2 separate regions of the Sus scrofa genome follow, and region 1 is linked to region 2. Evidence: chromatin contacts called from public HiChIP or PLAC-seq data. All regions are on one chromosome and are shown on one strand. The core of a region is the stretch at or near the end of the contact, and the rest is flanking DNA. Distances in the headings are between cores, read along the strand shown. Region 1 overlaps PDE7B (cAMP-specific 3',5'-cyclic phosphodiesterase 7B). Region 2 overlaps LOC102158075 (a long non-coding RNA gene).

The links. HiChIP or PLAC-seq counts read pairs in DNA pulled down with a chosen protein or histone mark.
Region 1: a contact with region 2 is called in an H3K27ac HiChIP or PLAC-seq map of skeletal muscle. The contact joins two enhancer-like sites. A contact is called at or near these places in 5 of 47 Hi-C or Micro-C datasets (embryonic fibroblasts, heart right ventricle, psoas muscle and 1 more) and 1 of 2 datasets of contacts at active chromatin or transcription factors (skeletal muscle).

Annotation. Positions count from the first base shown.
Region 1 is chr1:28,080,690-28,085,405 of Sscrofa11.1, reverse strand. The region is part of intron 3 of PDE7B (cAMP-specific 3',5'-cyclic phosphodiesterase 7B); the gene reads left to right. Among named protein-coding and RNA genes, the nearest start is that of MTFR2, 170 kb to the right of the region's middle. Within about 2 kb of position 3,050, at least 10 of the 83 cell types and tissues checked have an H3K27ac peak or open chromatin away from gene starts, as enhancers often do. A contact at or near this core is called in skeletal muscle, where this site is marked.
Region 2 is chr1:27,931,776-27,936,328 of Sscrofa11.1, reverse strand. LOC102158075 (a long non-coding RNA gene) reads left to right here. Exons shown (of 2, transcript XR_297933.3): 2 at 1,020-1,239. It also overlaps a transcript of MTFR2 not described here. Among named protein-coding and RNA genes, the nearest start is that of MTFR2, 25 kb to the right of the region's middle. Within about 2 kb of position 2,283, at least 3 of the 83 cell types and tissues checked have an H3K27ac peak or open chromatin away from gene starts, as enhancers often do. A contact at or near this core is called in skeletal muscle, where this site is marked.

The DNA of each region.
Region 1 (4,716 bases), core at 1,801-4,300, 150 kb before region 2:
AATGTGTCCTCAGACAGAAAGTCATGATTTTTCTCTTCAACTTCAGTTCTTGAAATAGACCAGTTTAAAGCTGTTTCAAAAAACACATGACTGGTGTTTTTTAAAGCATTTAATTATATAAATGTGTAGCGTTTTGAGGGCATTCAGGAGTGCAATTAGTAATATACTATCTTAAATGTTTAAAATTGATATCTAGCCAGTTAAAATAAACTAGCTCTTTTGAATGAATCCTTTCCAGCATTTTTGAAAACTTTGTTCTATAATATAAAATTATAAAATGTGAGAAATCATCTCTAATTTTTATTTGTTTTTATTACTGTGTTAAAAATCACAATATCTCCATCAAGAAGTAACTCAGAGATGAATTATTTGGTAAAAACATCACAAAAATGAATGTTAAAAAATTAATTGAGAATGGTAAATATGAGGCTTAAAGAAGTGGTCTATCTCTAGCTTTCTTCCCTCTGATACACTGGTAAAGGAAAGGCAGTTACCCAAACAGCATATCATAAACTAAGTTAAGCACAAAAGATACCAAAATTTAAAGAATATTAAATTGACAAAGAAATCTACGTCCCCCCTCCCCTGTCAACTCTTTCTAAACATACATATTAGGCTATAGGCAATTTAAAATATATTTTCCCTGTATTTTAAAGAATCAAAGCCTAAAAAAAAGAAGCAAAACTTAAAACCAATTTGAAGAAGCAGCTATGTATACTCAAAATCAGGCGATAACATAACATACTGATATGACACAGAAGAGATCAATTAGAAATGGATTGTGTCCTCAGCTTCCAAATGAACAGCAGAAGAAGTACATCACATTTGAATTCCTTTGGATTAGAATTGATAGGCTAAGCCAAATTATGCATAATTTCACAATGATATCCAGGTAGAATATTTATTAAGCTTTATTAATATCCACTCAGTTTAACTTCAGACCTATATTTTTCACATTGTATGTGATTATATTAATATGCGGTCTCAGATACTAATGCTGGCATAATCAAATCTCATGACTAACAGTATTGCTTGAAGAAAAAAATTTCACGTGAACTCTAAACTCCTTTATTTTAAAAGGTCAATAATTGATCCAGCTAGAATAGCATTTTAGGCATTCATTTATGCCATATTTTTGTATACTTTAGCAAAGAAAAAAATAAAACACTGATCACTTAGAATGGTGCTCTGACTTTTAAAAACTTTAAAGCATATTGACTTTTTCATTATCTTCAAACTGAAAATACTGTATTACTTGAACACTGATGACTCCAATCAAAAAAATTTCCAGTCAAGGAAAACAAATTATTTGGGCTGACGTAGGAACCAAACCCAAACTCCTGTCCAAAATGAACAATTGAAATTCCTGTTGAGGTTTGAAAAAGTCTCCACCACCCCCTCAAGTGTCCTACTTTTCATGCAGCTCAGCACTTCCCAACCAAGCCAGAATGAGGAGCCCTGAGATCCCTGTGGTCGACCATTTCCCAAGTATTCCAAACCCACGCCTGGACCAAGAAGCTCCAGGAATCTCATCAGAAGCCTTGACCCCAGGAGGTTTCTAGTTAGATTTCCAAACCAGAGAGGTTTGGAAAAGATCGCCTTGAACCTTCGACCCACTCATGGCTTACCCATCGCTATTTCAGTTTCAAGCACTCACCTAGGAGTACTAATTCCTTTCACTATAGCTGCATGGTTAATGTGCCATTTGCACCGTAAGAAACTTGGCCGGGGACAGTCAACATGATTCAGTTTAACAACCAATAAATATATTGAAAATAACCAATGAAAACAGAATTACAGAGGCTCTTTTGTAGCTGAGCTGCCATGGTCTCTGCAGCCAACCTCCACCTTCACCTCAGCATTTCTCAGAGTTTAGCATCACTAAAGCATCAGAAAGGTTGGACAGAAGCAAAAGTAAAATAGATGCCGGGGCAGAGTTGGGGAGTAGGGGGAGATTCACACATATACGTATAAAATCAAGTCGAATTCCAGAGTCTTAGGGATTTTATTTTCAAAGTGCTAGAGTAAGAAACAGAGTTAGTGTTCCTCCCACAGAAACACCAAAAAATGATGTTTCTCTGGGCCTCAGTTTTCTCATCAGAAAAATGATGTTCAGAATACATCAGTTTAATATTTGAAGATTCAATAAGATGAGTTTGTGACAGCGCACAGCACAGTAAGCACTAAATAGGTATCAGTGTCTTTCCATTGACATTTTTGATCAATTCAGTCACTCAGCAAATACTGAGCATCTATTATTCAGTAAGTGCTATAATTGGTCCTAAACATACATTGGCAAACACGACTAACAGTTCCTGTCCTCGCCGAAGCCACAGTTTAAGGAGGGAAACAGAAAATAAGGAAAGAGAGAGGGTGGAAGAGAGACAGGGAAGAGACAGATGGAACTTGTCATCAGCGCTATGAAGGGGCTGAAGAAGAGTCAGTGACAGGAAATAGCCGGAGAGGAGGGCGCTGATTAAATAGCTCAAAGCATTTGCTGACACTTGAATGCTGTTCCTTTATTTTTCTGTTGATCTTAAGAAAGGAAAAAATGTCTTCCAATAACTGTATTTTGCCTTAATTGGTTTTAGCATAAGTTTCATGGTGCCACGTTACCGTTTGGAAAGACTGTGACCAACTGGTAGGACAGGGTGTTTCAGACAGAGGCTAGACCACTTCAGACTTTTCTGGACGTAGATAGTCTGGCTAGCTTTCATTTTGTCATTACATGTCTGCCTTGGAGAAAGGTCACAGGAGAAGAACTGACAGAGTGATGCTAGTGATATTTGGAATCCTGACTTTCTTGATCCTTTTCACTTAAGCTGTAGACGAGCATGCTCAGTGGAAACTGGCCTGGTTGCCATGGCCGATAATGTCTTGACAACAGACGTGGGTCAGGTGTCTGTTTTGGATCTTCAGGCTTGTCAGCAGCTCTTGCTAAAGCTGGTCATGTGGTTTTTCTTGGCTCACCTGTGCATTCTGATAGGAACAGCTAATAGCCAACCCCTCAGAGCACCCTTCTCTTTCTGGAGAAGCTCCAGGGAGCAGTGCTGCTTGTGGCTGCTCTAGTCTGAGAGCTCTACTTCTTCTGTCGCTTTGGCCTGCTCTCCTGGTTCAAGTGTGTTGATGGACTCTCTGAAGTGGCAATGTCAGCAGGGGTGGCTGCACTTAAACCTGGCTTTCATTTCACAGTCCAAGTCACTGTTACCCATTCTTGGCCCGCCGTATCACACACCTTGGGCTACAACAGAGGACTTCCATCCGAATGATGATAAGGAGAGTGTACATAGCTCAACACATGTTACACAGTGCCTCTCTGTACCAGGCACTGTGAGAGGTCTTGGGGTAATCTGTAGTAAAGACACACTCCCTTTTTGTGTAAAGAGTGTGACTGGGTTAAATAAAGGTGAAATTTTCTTTCCTGAGTCACAAAATTAAGGATCTCTGTATAATTTTGCTAGGGCTGCTATAACAGACTGGGTAGCTTAAGCCATAGATAGCAATGTGTTTTCTCACCATGCTGGAGGCTAAAAGTCTCAGGTGTCTGCAGGATTGGTTTCTTCTGAGTTCTCTCTCCTTGACTGGCAGATGGCCATCCTCCTCACATGGTCAACTCTCTTTGCTTGTCTGTGTCCAAATTTCCTCTTCTTATCAGGACACCAGTTTTACTGGATTAGGGCTCACCCTAAGGTCCTTACTTTTAACTACCCTTTTAAAGACCCTATCTCCGGAGTTCCCATTGTGCTTAGTGGTAACAAACCTGACTAGCATCCATAAGGACAAGGGTTCGATCCCTGGCCTCACTCAGTGGGTTAAGGATCCAGTGTTACCATGAGCTGTGGTGGAGGTCACTGACGCAGCTCAGATCTGGTGTTGCTGTTCCAATTCAACCCCTAGACTGGGAACCTCCATATGCCACAGGTGTGGCCCTAGAAAGCAAAAAATAATAATAATAATAACAACAACAACAAAAAAAAACCCTATCTCCAAATACTATCATATCCTAAGGTCCTGGGAGGTAGGATTTTAACATGTAAATTTGGGTGGTGGCACAATTCAGCTGATTATAGCATCTTTATAGCCACATAGAGTTTAAATCTAGAAACATATCACCAAAATGTATTAAAGTGGCCATGGATAATGATAATTTATATCTTTCTAACTGAGAACCTCAACATATTTTATAAAAAACTTGTTATGAAAATAAAATGCAAATAGGAAAAAAATGAAATTTCATCAGAAATTCCATATCTGAATCAAATGAAAAATTTTACTTCCCACATGCTACCCAGTAGACCTAATTCTTTGGAGTAGAATTCATTCCCACCCCATTCCAATAACAAAAGGAATTTGGGAAAACTAGATTTCTTTCCCCTACATGAGATCATTTGGTTGCTAACTCTAATGAGGGGAAAGTTCTGAAACAGCTTTACAAAATCAAAGACTTTGATTGACATTTTTGTCAATAAATAAAATGTTTTCAAGCCACAGTCTCTCTGTGTCTGTCTGCGCCTCAGACGCTCCTCCCCTGAGTTGCTTGTCTTTAGCCACAGCAAAAGCATATTTTAGGCTCTTTTGAGTTTGAATTGTTCAAAGCATTAAAGGACTAAAGGCATCAGAAAATTATCTTGGTTCTCTGACAGCTGCAATATTGTGTGAATTATTACCAGTGTACTAGGATTACAAAGCGTTAGGCAAAGTGAAAGCCCTCATCAC
Region 2 (4,553 bases), core at 1,034-3,533:
CCACAACAATCTTCAATGGATATGCTATTCCAAGCATCCTCTAAATTGTCTGCTAGACAGTAGAACTCCTCTTACAAGGAGAAACTACTTCTACTATTGTAACCTAAATGTATATACATTTATATTTGTTTTGTTTTGTTTTGTTTTTGAGAGAAGGTATTTGTTTAGGGATATTCATTTCATTCAGGTATATACTGAGCTTGTTCCATCATGATTGGAATTTTTATGATCACACAAATAAATTTCCCTTTTTTTCATAAAGCATCTTAACATTTTTAAATCCAGTGTCTAACTCTTCTCTAGGTCCAAGAAAAGAAAATGATAATGCAGCTAACTATTAAGTATTTCCAAAAAGCAAAGCACAAATCCCTACCAAGAAGAGCAAGAGATCTCTGGAAAATGCTATGCAGTCAAAGCCAGGATGATCTTTGATCTTCAAAATACCTAAGTGTCTTGGAAATAGATTGACTAGGTCCTGTACCAACCAGATATATCCTAGTGATACCTGTTTTACCTAAACTCTCAATATTTATAAGTTAGGCTAAGTAAGGGTTACTATTGGAATAGTTTCATTAAATATATAAATACAGAAATTCTGTCCCACCCCACCCCCCAACCCCCACTCACTTCCCATCAAAGAAACAAACCAGTGTGATTATGACAAGAGGCATAACTATGAAATAGAAATGTTTCATGGTTCATTGTCCTTAAGGGATAATTGATGTCCTGCAAATTAATTGGGCAAGAGAAAAATATTTCAGGCCTTTAAATAGAATAAATGCAAGAATGGAAGTGCCATCTTGGACCTGTCCAAGTGATCAAAGGAAGGTCAATGTACTTAAGACATTTATTCCACAATAATAAGGGATAATAGGTAGGTGGTATAACCTTCCAAAAACACACTTTTGTTTTAGTCATAGAGTTTTTTTTTTCAAAGTCTTCATCTATAGAGAAGGACATTGAGGCCAAAAGCATTAAAAACTTGCCTAATATTATTTGATACATTTGTATCTTCACAGTGACCAGCTCTCCAGTCTCCAGGACCCAGTCTGGGCTCTCTCAACCCATCACAACTTCCCCCATCACAGGGAGATGGAGGAAAAGGAGGTGAACAACGACAACAGAATTCACAGGAGCCCGTTTTAATATGCGTTCCTAAAACTCTCACTTTGAAATCAGGTTGAAAAAGGCTAAAGCTGGAAATCTTACGAAATAAAGCTTGTGCTAAAAACCATGAAACGGTCCACACAGCATGTGGTATGGGTGAAATGCTCAAAGAACGGCAGAATTGAACAAAATAATTTTTTTCCTGTCCAACTGATTATCACCAGTGTTAACAATTTGTGGGGTTAGGGATTCCCAGGCAGCAGGCAGGTATCATTAAAGGAAAAGAAATCCACGTCTGTGATATTTTACCTTCCATCTGCCTTTTTTTTTCTTTCTTTTCAGGGCCACACCCATGGCACATGGAAGTTTCCAGGCCAGAAGTCAAATCAGAGCTGTAGCTGCCAGCAACAGCCATAGCCACAGCAATACCAGATCTGAGCCTCATCTGCAACATAAACCACAGCTCATGGCAACACTGGATCCTTAACCCACTGATCAAAGCCGGAGATTGAACCCTCATCTTCATGGAAACTAGTCAGATTTGTTACCACTGCCCCACCACAGGAACTCCCCTGTTTACTTTTTTAATGACTAAATTTCGTTGTAATACTCAGTTTGAATAGAAAATAACGGGTAAGTCCCATGTATATCTTAAAGAAATAAAGAAAAACAGAAGTGTTTATGATATAATTCTTCAGTAGTTTTGTCAAAACTAACCTGCTTTTGATCGAAGTAGACAAGACTATTTTATCTCCATCCAAAGTTTTATTCTATCATCTGTTAAAACTAATTTTTCGAATCTTAGATCCAAACACCTATCTATCCAGGCCCTATCAATCACTAAACCCATGGATGATTTTAAAGTCTTGGGACTGGGGCACTAACACTTTCATCAGAAATTCTGTACTTGAAATGAGTATTTTGCTTCCAAAATTCATCCCAGCTAATGCACCCAGTGTAGCCATTGCTCAAAAATATTTTTTGGAATCCATCTTCAGGAAATGCCTTCACAACTAGATTACAGCAATCTCTGCAAGAAAACCACTTGAATGATTTGAAGTCGTACGTCATTTGTGACCAGTCGTGATTTCATTGAGCTTGCTCATCCACTCATTCATCAGGTTTGGCACTTGTCTCCTTCCAGAAATCAAATTCATCCTCAGAGGAGAAATAGATACTCTTGCTGAAGTAGTTTTCCAAAGACTCTGAGGCAATTCTTGGGCAGGCTCTTCTGGGATGCATACAGGGACACAGAGCCAGCAGAAAGTGGGAAGAAATCTGGGTGGCCAGAGACGTGTTCACTGGGGTCCACGTGTGGTCCGGGGTGTTAACCACGTGCCCAACGCTGGTGGTCCTGTGAGGGCCAAAGGCCTTACCATCCTGTGTTGGTTCAGGCAGTCAGTGGTTCCAGCCTGACCTACTGGCCAAGAGTCCTGGACTTAGTGAGATCTTTCCCTCCAAACATGGACCACAAAGACTGAAGGCCACATCCCCGGCCTCAGGAGCTCTGATTTAAACGCTAGCTCTGAAATCATCTGGCTACTTGCATTTGAGCAATTTACTTGCATTACTTTTTATGCTTTTGCATAAAATCTGTTGCTAAGAAACAGATGTAACTTTAAGTAAATGAGTTTATATCAAGTCATTTTCTATCACATTTGTCACAGGGTCTCCTAGTTATACGCACATGCTCTGAGGTCGGCAAACCTGGGTTCAGTCCCAGCTCTTCCACTCAATTCTCTGAGCTCCATTGTCATCTATAAAATGGGGATAAAAATCTTTCTCTCTTTTTTAAACAAAACCAGCCTTTTTAAATTTTTTATAGTTGATTTATAGTGTTGTGCCAATTTCTGCCATACAGCAGTGACCCAGTCATACATATATATATGTGTGTATATATATATACACACACACATACATACATATATATATATATTCTTTTTTCATACTCTCTTCCATCATGTTCTATTCCACAAGATTGGATACGTCCCCTGTGATGTACAGTAGGACCTCACTGCTTATCCATTCTAAAGCAACAGTTTGCATCTCCCTATACATCCCACTCCCTCCCTCTTGCCTCTTGGCAACCACAAGTTTGTTCTCTCTGGCTCTTGAAAGGTTGTGGATTAGATGAGAGAACCTGTATCCTAAGCATCATTCTTAACACATTAAACTGTTCACTAATTGCTGATATGACTGCACTTTGGATAAAGGAGGAAATGAGATGAATTAAACCCAGTTTCTATCTTCACCTTGTTCGAAAGTGCCCAGTGGAGTTGGAGCGAGACAGACTGGAAAGCAAATAGAACTGCAACAAATCCAGCAGCAAAGAAAACACCCAGTTGTTGGGAAGTGGTCATACTCCTGGAGGGCTTAGGGGAGAAGGAGAGTCAGAAAAGACTCTAAGAAAAATGCTCTTTAAGCTGTGTCTTAAAAGATAAGGAAGAATCCCCAAGGGGCAAAAACAGCAAATGCCATAGAGTTACATACACTAGCATAGTGCTTTGGAGTCCAAAATTTACTCGTTGTCTTTGGAGATCAGATGAGGTGGTGGCGTTATCCATTGGGAGGGGCTGGTTTATCATGCAAGAACTCAGATTCTGGAACCCAGAGTTTGAAACCTAGCTTAGCAGCTTACTAGTAGCATGACCTAAGGTACTAAACCGCTCTACTCCTCGGTTTCCTCATCTGTAAAAAGGGAGTATGACTTAACAAATTAACACTCACAAAGGGTCTAGTGCAGAGATCAACACGAACTAAGTGTTCAACCAATTTAGCCACCATGACTGATGATCATCATTGACCACAGGCAGCAGGACCATGGAAGGCAGAAGACATGACCTGGTTTCCAGAAGAAGGGCTGGCAAGAGCAGGCATAGCACAGGTTCTCTGGCCACCAGCTGTTTAGGGCAGAATCTGACCATAAGGGGGGAATTCAAGGGTCGTTAGTGGGGGACCAGGCAGGAATCTAGCCAAAGGCTGAAATGATATGGGACAGAGTGCCATCCCACTCAGGGGACTCTCCATACCATAATTCCAAGCCACAGCAGGTGGATCTGAAATCGCTGCTACCCCTCTCTGGATTAGCTTTTGACACAGCTTATCACAACTGGAGGCAGATGATGGGCTAACACAAAAGGGGCGGGGGAGGAGGAGAGGGTGATCTTTTAAACAATTACAATATCTTTGGAAACACAAATTTGCAAGTAGAAGTTATGGTATACATATTAAAAATTCTACCAGTTTTTACTGGAAGAAAAGCAAAAACTATAATCTGTTATTGTTCTATTCTAATAATTTAACATAATTCTAGTATAACAAGACATGCTTTTCTCTAGTGGTAAAATGAATAGCTGTACTCACACTGAAGAACTTAAAAGAATCTCACCGTGATCTTTAACAATTAAGCAATACTCTCTCTTGCCTTATCCTTGAATTATACAGAA